3 separate regions of the Sus scrofa genome follow, and all the other regions are linked to region 1. Evidence: chromatin contacts called from public HiChIP or PLAC-seq data. All regions are on one chromosome and are shown on one strand. Each heading gives the region's core, a stretch centred on a gene start, on an enhancer-like site or on the middle of the called end of the contact. The rest is flanking DNA. Distances are from core to core; before and after follow the strand shown.

Evidence for each region. HiChIP or PLAC-seq counts read pairs in DNA pulled down with a chosen protein or histone mark.
Region 2: an H3K27ac HiChIP or PLAC-seq map of skeletal muscle shows a contact between it and region 1. The contact joins two enhancer-like sites. A contact is called at or near these places in 1 of 47 Hi-C or Micro-C datasets (liver) and 1 of 2 datasets of contacts at active chromatin or transcription factors (skeletal muscle).
Region 3: an H3K27ac HiChIP or PLAC-seq map of skeletal muscle shows a contact between it and region 1, with 5 times the contacts expected there. The contact joins two enhancer-like sites. A contact is called at or near these places in 11 of 47 Hi-C or Micro-C datasets (alveolar macrophages, brain, embryonic fibroblasts and 8 more) and 1 of 2 datasets of contacts at active chromatin or transcription factors (skeletal muscle).

Annotation. Positions count from the first base shown.
Region 1 is chr6:150,687,482-150,690,678 of Sscrofa11.1, reverse strand. No RefSeq gene overlaps it. Among named protein-coding and RNA genes, the nearest start is that of TM2D1, 74 kb to the right of the region's middle. Within about 2 kb of position 1,483, at least 38 of the 83 cell types and tissues checked have an H3K27ac peak or open chromatin away from gene starts, as enhancers often do. A contact at or near this core is called in brain, embryonic fibroblasts, fetal skeletal muscle and 5 more, where this site is marked.
Region 2 is chr6:150,866,570-150,869,766 of Sscrofa11.1, reverse strand. NFIA (nuclear factor 1 A-type) reads left to right here. Exons shown (of 11, transcript XM_021097780.1): 10 at 1,513-1,604. Among named protein-coding and RNA genes, the nearest start is that of TM2D1, 250 kb to the right of the region's middle. Within about 2 kb of position 1,491, at least 21 of the 83 cell types and tissues checked have an H3K27ac peak or open chromatin away from gene starts, as enhancers often do. A contact at or near this core is called in liver and skeletal muscle, where this site is marked.
Region 3 is chr6:150,837,096-150,840,292 of Sscrofa11.1, reverse strand. All of the region lies in intron 10 of NFIA (nuclear factor 1 A-type), which reads left to right. Among named protein-coding and RNA genes, the nearest start is that of TM2D1, 220 kb to the right of the region's middle. Within about 2 kb of position 1,747, at least 48 of the 83 cell types and tissues checked have an H3K27ac peak or open chromatin away from gene starts, as enhancers often do. A contact at or near this core is called in brain, embryonic fibroblasts, fetal skeletal muscle and 4 more, where this site is marked.

The sequences.
Region 1 (3,197 bases), core at 234-2,733:
AAATTCTAAGAGGATGTCCCTAGAGGACTCTGGGTACTCAGAACTAGAGCCATCGGGGTGAAACCACAGGGTGTCTGATCCTGTGTCAGAAAGCCATGCTTCCATTCAAAGTCTGGCCATCACTACCCATCTAGTCCAAGCGTTCTGCTCTCCTTTGACCAAGTAGAGAACTCTCATTTGCATGGGCCCCAACCCACAACATCCCCATACTGTGACTGTTGCCTGGAGATGGCTCACATTTATCTGTTGAGATGAGTGGTCCTCTTTCTCACAACCCAGCTAAGGCCACTGGACCCAGTTTTCCAAGGTGCCTAGAAAGATGAGGCTGTGGCCCAAGGTAATGCTTATGTGGGCTGGAGGATACAGAGAATAGAATGGCTGCGACCTCTAGACTCTGTCTGGCTACTGGTACAGCCCCTCCTAAACAACAAACAGACTTAGTGAGTGACCACGCCACCAAAAAAGTGTGTGTGGGGGGGGGGGAAAAAAGCGTGTTTGTGTGTGTGTGTGTGAGCGAGAGAGAGATCTTTAAATTTTAATAGCTATTCAGACAGTCCTTAGAGAGAGAATTGGCAGCTTTGGCCTAGAGGCTGCCCCCCACCTGTCTCCAGGCACTGCAAACACAGCTGTGTAAGAAGGAGACAGTCAAAGCTTCCAAGGAGGAAAAAAAACACAACACCACGGTGCAGTGTGGGGTGGGGGGGTAGGGGGTGCAAACAATGGGAGGGCCTTTCTCACAAACCCACTTGGGACAGAGCCGGTCTAGCAACTGCAGAAATTAGCAAGGAGGACGCGGGCAGGTTTACAAACAAAAACAAAAACCACCCCTCCAGCCTAAAGTAAAATCCTTCAAGACCCAACTCAAGGGCCACTTTAAACCCATTTTTAAAGGAGGAGACGGAGCGCACAGCTCAAGCTGAGGGGGGAACAAGGTAGCCTGCTTTTCTGGCAGGGTTCGCCTTCAGGTGTTGTCCTCGCATCGAGGTGAAATGCAAAGACGATTGATGCTCTGTCAGAGAACTCAGAGCGCCTTACGCGAAACGCAGGACGCCCTGGGAAGGTGCCTAGAAACTTCTTTATCTGGCTTTTTTTCCAGACTGAAAAGCGCAGGCATTTTTCAAGTTCAACTCTTTAGAAAAGTCAGGAGAAGCAAGATTTCAACAGATGTTAGCGGTTCTGCAGTGGTCAGGGGGGGCTGCCCCTCCGTGAAAAAAAAAGGGGGGAAATGAGAAGAGGGAGGGAAACAGGTCGTCGTAGAAGAAAACCCAAGCAAGGCGGTATTTTCGGTATCATTTTAATCACAAAATAGCACGAATGCGGTCTGTGCCTGCGTGCTACCCAAACGTCGATCTGAATACCACTGAACGCTGGTTTGAAAATTTCCATTTTTGTAATTTGCTTTCCTTTGTTAAGCCAAGACTTGAGAGGAACCTGGCAGCCGTCTCCTAGTCTGGCACGATTTCCCCTCCGACGCACTGGGTTGGTGGGGACGTGGAGGGAGGCCTCCCGAGAGAGGAGAGGGAAGGCGGGTTGAGAAGCGTCGGCGGGGCCGCAGCCTCTCAGCCAGGGGGTTTGGCTCCACCTACAGGAAGCAGAAGGTACTTCAAGCCGATCCCTCTTCTGCCGCGGAAACCGGGTGGGATGGGGGTGGGGTTGGGGGACAACTGCTGGTGAATTTCCCGGCCAATCAGAATGCGGCGTGTAAGGAGCTGGCGGTCAGGACTCGGCAGGTAGAGATCTGCATCACCAGATCCAGAGCAGCATATCGGATGCAGCGCCGGGATTCGTATTTGGAGGAGAAAAGACTTCAGGCCTCCTCTTATAACCTACGAATTGATTTCACTAGTTAAATATAAGCCCTATTTGGGCTATTTCTGATCCCAGTTCAGGGCCAGCACAGAGTCACTGTGCCCAACTGCTGGATGAATGAACAAACAAATGAATCCAACACACAGGATAATACACTCAATTAAGCAAGAGACCTAATGTGATAAAAACAAATGCGCCCCCCACCCCCCACCCAGGAATAAATGTGAGTAATCAGACATTTTGTTAAGGGCTAGTAATTGCTACAAAAATCCTGCACCATCTTAGACTAGTCCAGTGGTCCATTTGCAATGTGGGTAGCACTAATTAAGAACCACTCATCTGGAGTTCCCCTTGTGGCTCATCAGGTTAAGAAGTCCATTAGTATCCATGAGGAGGCGGGTTTGATCCCTGGCCTCACTCAGTAGGTTAAGGATCCCACCTTGCCATAAAGCTGTGGTGTATAGGCTGGGAGCTTCCATATGCCAGAAGTGCAGCCCTACAAAAACCCAAAAAAAACCAAACAAAAACACTCATTACATCTGATGCCCTTAATTTGCGGATGAGTAAGCTGAGGCTTGGCGAGGTTCCCCTCCTCAATCCTCCTCCCCCCGCAACTCCCCTCCCGCCCCAACAAGTTTGTTGGTGGTAGTACTGCTTTGGGGCTAAATTTTCGTGACCTTCTCTCTGACGTTTGTTTACAAAAGCCAGAGAATTGTTCTGCGGGACTGCGGCTTGACCAGCACAGATACGCTTAGCTGATTGGCTCTCTCTGGCGGAAGCTGACTACCCCACCTACCTGTGGTCCCGTCCCTGAGTTTCAGTCCCAGCCCCTGCTAGGGGCTAAGGCAGCTGCTCCTGCTGCTTTACTCCAAAAATCAAATGCCGCCTGGGGTTGGTGCCAACCGGTTGCTAAACTTATGGATTCATTTTATTTAAGCCTAAAAGGCAGTCTTTGAACTTGTGGGTTTGTAGGCTACAAACAAGCAGGTGCTATGTTTTAGCAACACAGGTCTTATATCTAGCACATCTACTTATCAGAAGTGTTAATAAGAAGTTATTGAATGTCCCAGTGATTGTTACAGATGAGGATATTTACCAACTGAAAAAGAATTTTTGCTGTAGGCAGTTAGCACTCAGTTTCCAACTTAAAAATGTGAAGATTCTTCCTGTAAAGAGACTGCATTTGCGTTGTTTCACATAAATGATGATGCAGTGAAAGTTAGAGATCAGAAGATCTAGATTCTAACCACAACCCATTATAAAATGGAAATAAGACTGTCATGACCTCTGAAAGGATTAGACATGAATCATTATTACAACAATAATCACAATATTAATAATAGCTTTGAACTGTTATTAAGTGCTTACTACATTCCAGGCCCTCTGCT
Region 2 (3,197 bases), core at 242-2,741, 180 kb before region 1:
CGCATGACCGTCACAGCTCTATGTGGGTGACTTCGCTCTGACCACAGATGACCAGTAGGACTGGGCCAGATTGGTGGGAATTTGATCTCTAGACGTCGTTAACAAGGGAAGCAAGAAGTCTGAGCCATGCTGTACGAGACAGAAGATGAAAGGAAGAGAAATAGATGATGTCAAAAGTGGGGGGTGGGGGAGTCTGGCAAAGAGATTTGGTGTTATTCTCTCAATTATCTGTGTTTTTAAGAAATGCAAATCCTTTTCATCTCTTAGATGGTGCATTAGGGCAGAACATGTAGGCTTTTTACAGATATTGTTAAGAAATTTGAAATGAAGCAATAGTCTATCTAAAACTCCTAGTAAAGAAAGAATGTGGATAAATCCTAGGACTTTGTGGTAAAGACATGGATGGAAGGACACCCAAAAACGAAATGCTCATTTGGATTTATGAGCCAGGGAAACACCAAAGCCACAGAATTTTTTCTCACTAAACTACAGTGAAGCTCTTAAATATAAAAACCAACCACAGAAACATTCATGTGCTGTGGAAAGAATGGTAGGCTGAAGTGTGGTCCCTGAGGTTCTGGGTTTACATGAGATCTTGATGGTTTGTGCCTGAATGGAAGGGTTCTAGGGTGAGAAAACTTGTTAATACTGTAAGCACATTTTGTGCATCATAAAATTCTAGACACTCCACCAAGCCTGTAAAAACAGCTGCTCTAGGTGGTTTTCCACCCCTTTTCTGGAGAACCCAATTCCTTCTATAGAGACTCCTCTTCCAGGGAGTTCCCATTGTGGCTCAGCAGGTTACAAGCCCGACCAGTGTCCATGGGGATGTGGGTTCGATCCCTGGTAAGTTGAGGATCTGGCATTGCCACAAGCTGCGGCGTAAGTGGCAGACGCAGCTTGGATCCTGCATTGCTCTGACTGTGGTGTAGGCTGGCAGCTGCAGATCCAATTTGGCCCCTAGCCCGGGAACGTCCATGTGCCACGGGTGCAGCCCTAAAAAAAGCAAAAAAAAAAAAAAAATTAAAAATTAAAAAAAGACTCCTTTCCATAGTTTAGAGAGAGGCACAGGAACGTTTCCTGATCTTTAGGAGGGTCATAGTGTGAAATCAAAGTTGTAAAATGAACTGCTTTCCTTACCTTTCTACCTAATTTCTTTCTCCTGTGCTTTTAAAGACTAGGATTTCTCTTTCTGACCCCCGAGCTCATGTTTAACTCAGAAAGTATACTTTGCAGTACCCTGCATGTTCTCATTGGTGTGAGGGAAGGAGAGAAGAGCCCCTCTGAGCACCAGTTTGACATCGTTTTATTCCAACAGTCTTTGGAATCCAACACCCCTTCCCTTTTTGACTGTCTAAAATGCCCCTGCTAGCCAGATCCCTCTGCTAGCCCAGCGTTTGCACATTTCCTTGTTAATCAGCTGCGTAGGCTCGGAGACTGTGTGTTTTTGGTGTTGTTTGTGTGTGCAATCTCGTGCTGCTTCCTGAACGCATGTGTCCCTTCCCTTCACAGCCTACTCGACACCCAGCACCTCCCCCGCAAACCGATTCGTCAGTGTTGGACCACGGGATCCAAGCTTTGTAAATATCCCTCAACAGACACAGGTGGGCCGCTCTCATCTTTTCTGTATGTGGTGCAGCTTGTTTTATTCATCAGGTGCATTGTAACTTGTCTTGGGCACAACAGGCTGCTTTTCCCAGTCCCTGTTCGGTCCCCTTTCCTCCCCACCCTCACCCATCCCGGCCCTTCAGCCACAGAGCTCTCGGGAATCGTGGAAAACAGTGTCTGCAATTTTTGCTTCTCGTATTGAAGAGGAGGGCTTCTGTGCCAGAGCTCCTTTTGCTGTGGGAGGAAAACTTCCCCAGGGCTAGGTAGCGTGTGCTTCCCCCGCTTAAAAGTTCGTGTCTCTCTGCGTGCAAGCAGACAGAAGTAGGCCCCCAGCGAATCTGGCAAGTGCGCTCTGGTTGGGGTGACATCAGAGTGCGTGCCGGGAGTGGGGGGGACCAGCCACTCTTCTGTACTTGTTATAGGGCCACAGGAACCTGGCCGACTTTCTAAGAGGAAGAGAAAGGGTTCCTGAGCCCTGTTAAGTTGCTGGTGATGGTGCAGAAGGAGGTGTTCGTTAGCTGGCCCCCGAGGGATGGGAAGGGATGTCTGAGAAAGGATTGTCGTGTTTGGAGGTAGGCAACGGGGAAAGGAGTATGCCGGGACATCTCGAGTTTGCTTTTCCACGGATAGTTGTGTTTTGTGCTAGTATAGGCCAAGGAGAAAAAAACAATCTCTTTTAAAAGTTTAGAAATGGCTGCTGTTAAGTGAGAAATGGAGAAATGCTTGGAAGGCAAAGGTAGTAGACAGAGAGATACTTAGAGAGGTGTGAAGTAGAATTCGATGAAGTTCTGGAAGAAACGACTCCCTGATTTCCCAGTGAGAACATGATTGTGTATTGTCCTGATTGAAGTACAGAAAGTATTTTCTCTTTGAGGTTCTCAACACGGTGTTTGAAAAAATTCTCTGAGCTATTTTGTGCCTGTGCCTGGGTGTGTAATCTCCAGATGCCTAATTTATAACTATTCATCTTTGTTTGTAACACTATGAGCAGGTGCTTATGAAGGAGATAGATTTGCTTCCTTGGGTCCATTTGCTTTCTCCGTAAAGGGTTTTAGTTTATTGCTGTGTCGACAGCGTGGGTTAAACTGCATTGCATCTAAAGCCTTCCTTACACCAAAGCAGGGTCACGGAAAGTACAGCCTCAGAGGAGGCAGCTGGGAGGAGAGGGGAAGCAGAGAGGGGAGGGGGAAAGTTAACTCTTGAATTTCCCGCTTCTGCTGTTTCTGCTGAAACTGGCAGGTACAGGGCACCTGGAATGAACATCTCCTATTCAGTACCTCCCGTAAAATTGTTCAAGTTTATTGCTTATTTTGCTCTATCTTCAAATCCTTAACCGATGAATTTGAATAACTGCCTCAAATGCTTTAAAATAGAAGAACGTTTCCTGCTGTACTTTTGGCTCACGTGGTCAAGTTCAGTGAGAAGGGGGGAGCTGGGGACAGTGGCTTTATATTGGATGATTGCTTTTCTCAGAGCCCCAGTGGACTCGGGTGACTTCATTAAGAGCCTCACAAATGCAGTTTGGAAATGTCCTGTTTGTATTTTATATAGTATTGTGTCTATAAGTTGTGATTCACAGCTCTGAAATT
Region 3 (3,197 bases), core at 498-2,997, 150 kb before region 1:
TGCTAGTCAGGTTCGTTAACTGCTGAGCCATGACGGGAACTCCTGAAGACAATTGTTTGACTCTCCATAAATGAATTCTGTCTAATGGGTAATGTGGCAACATTTCCCCAGTGATTTGCTCCTCAGATTCAACGATTTAAGGATCTCAGATTTCTTTCCTATTTTTCTTGTATGACCCAAGGAGAAAATGCCCAGAATTACTCGTCAAGTAATGTTTTGAAACTTGCACTACTTGAATATTAAACTTTATGAGAAAATATCACAAGAAAAAAAAGTGGGCTTTTCCAAACATTTTCTTGTCCTTTTGATGTTATTCGTAGTTCATGGCAGTTCTTAGAAATCAAGTGGTTTATGCACGTGCAAGCAGCATGCTCATCATAATGGAATTAGAAGCATCTTCAGCGGCAAACTGGTCACAAGAACATTCGATGAAATGGATGGATTCTTTAAAATATACATGTTTATCTGCCATCTCTCCAAATAGATGATTTAATCAAAGAGCCCTCATTCCAGAAAAAAAAAAATTTCCCTGTGTAGTTCCCCTAACTGGCTGACTTCCCGTTCTGGAAAGCCTTGGTCAAGTTGCTGGGTTAATTGTCCTGAAGATTAGTGGAAAGTCGAAATAAGGACTAATGGTCAAATTACAGGAGTGGAAAAGTTTAAGAATAGGTTTTGGTTTGGGCCTGAAAGGGTTAATTAAGTTTTTTTCACGGGTTATTAAAGACCCCCAACCCAGGCCTTCAGGAGTCATATTGACACCCCACCCCAGGGCAACTCGCTCCTCTACTGACATGTTGCTGGTCAGAGCACAATAGCCTTCTGTGTCTGCAAATCATTGCTAAAATCATCTCAAGGAAAAAAAAAAAAAAAGTTTGAAAGCTTTAACATTAGACAAAAGCCCAAGAGCTGCAGTGCGCAGCTCAAAAACCCGGAGTCAGCAACTTCTATTGATTAAAAACTAACCTTTAAAGTAACTCTGAGAGTGTGTGGTTAGCATTTAAATTTAAACATGTCATGAGTTGATTTGTGTTACTGAATACCAACTCAGAAGGAGTAACATTCACATCGCATTTTTTTTCTAATTCCCTTAAGCAGCTAAAGTATTTCATGAAATGTCAATAGGGCAAAAGAAAAGGGGGGGGGCGATGCTGGGCCTTATAGTTTTCTTTCCCATGCAAATATTCATCCCCCCCTCCAAAGAAAAGTGTGGAGAGTGAAACACAATAATTAGTCCTTTGTCTAACTTTCCCAAGTGCCCGAGAAAGACAGATTAATTAAATATACAACAGTGTTGGTTTTTGGAGTGGGGGTCTTGCTTGCTGTGTAGGTCATAAATTAGGCAGAATAAATACTTCAGTGTGTGTGCAGTGGGCCTCCTACGTCAGAGCCACTGGAAGGTTGGTGGGAGGAGAGCGGAGGGTTTCTTGCTAATGATAGTCACGTCTGGGTCTGTCTGGTTGCTCTTAGCAACCAGACATGATGTAACACCAGGATGAACTTGAACTTGGGGGACTTGAAAAGAGAACAATAGACCAGAGCAATCAATAAAGCCTATTTCAGTGAAGGATTACAGAGCTGCTCTGGGGTAACCTTGTCGGCAAGGCACACACTGAATAGTAAGATGTGTGAAGAAACTTTCTTCTCCCCCCTTCGCTTTGCTTTTTAAGAGAAGTGTAGAGGCACTGCAGATTTTTGTCGTGCACTGAGGTTGTGTCCAGAAACTGTGTTATGGGAAACTGCTCCCCCTGCTGACTCACTGCGTCCCAGGCGCTTGCTTCAAGACGGAAGGCAGTGCAGTGTCAGATTGGAGAAGTCTGGAGTTTCACAACTTACTGAGAAAGTGTGAGAACAAAAATTGTAAGCATTGTTGCTTGCACCCAAAGTTTGAGACAGTTTTGTTAAAGAGAGAACGCGGCCCTGCCTTTGCTGTCCCGGAGGCGCACGAGAAATACAGTTTGGAATCAGACTCCCTTTTCCTCTCTTTCCCCTCTTCTTTCTTTTGTCCGATTTAGGCAGCGTGTATTTGCCAAGATGATTTCCTCTCAGGACACAAGAGGCTTTATTGTGTTCCTCCAAGCACGTGGTCAAAGAATAACATCTAAAAGTATACAGGATGAGTAGTTTTTCGGGTGGTTTTTCCCCCCCCCCCAGGTCTTCTGGAAATCAAAGGTAGCTTGTGTGACCAGGAAATAGTATCCCACCCTCCATGTGGCTATCATTTTGCCATTTATCCTGGGATCAAATAAGTCGTTGCTTTACCTAATTGAATCTCTTGAACAGCAGATGAGCCTACATCTGACCGAATCAACCCAAATGTAACCCTTTCTGATACTGTCAGCTCAGAGAGGTCGGAAGCAGTCACTTTTGCGGGAGGTTGATGATTGTTTTCTACGAGTATTGATAATCGTGGTGAATTTGGTAGGGTATCTCTGGAGGAATGTTGGCAAAAGCCATACACTTTTTTACTTCACTTGAGAAGCTGACTCTGGTATTCGACCATAATTTGTCACATAATCGGTCCCTTTGTTTAGCTAACAGAGAAAAAAGTGCTGGCATATAAAGTGATGTATCACCAGATTATTGCCCAAAGCTAATTACCTAAGGATTTATGAAAGGGAAGGTAACTGGTAACTGGGCCCAGCAGGTATATGGACGGCTCTAAATAAATGTCAAATGAACAAAAGCATGAACGAGAGCTAGTGCAGGTGCCCTCAATTTTTTTTCCTTTGGAAATCACAGTAGCTAATCAGGTGACATCTTGATACCACTATTATATGTCATTTTTTGAAAACATTATGTTAGAAATATTTAGCTGAGAGGAGCATTTTACATCATAAAATCTACCTCTTGCACAACTAAGGAGGTTGAGCGTAAGAGAGATGCTGTGACTTGTCCGAAATCGCCCAGGTTTCTTGGTTCAGCACTTTTTCTACTTTAGCCCCACTTGCTCTTATATCACTCTTGGTCATCTATGCCTGTTGAGAGAATGCTGTAATACCCTCTCATAGAAAAGATGTTGTGAAATTCATCAGAGAATACATTAATCACAACCCCAAGTCTCTCCCCTCACCCATTCTCTACTCATTCACCTCTTCTTTGTTGAGCTTCTATTCCAGGCACTGTGCTAGGCACCGAGGGGTCCGTCAAAAAGCAGATGATCAAGGAGTTCCCACTGTGGCTCAGTGGAAATAAACCCA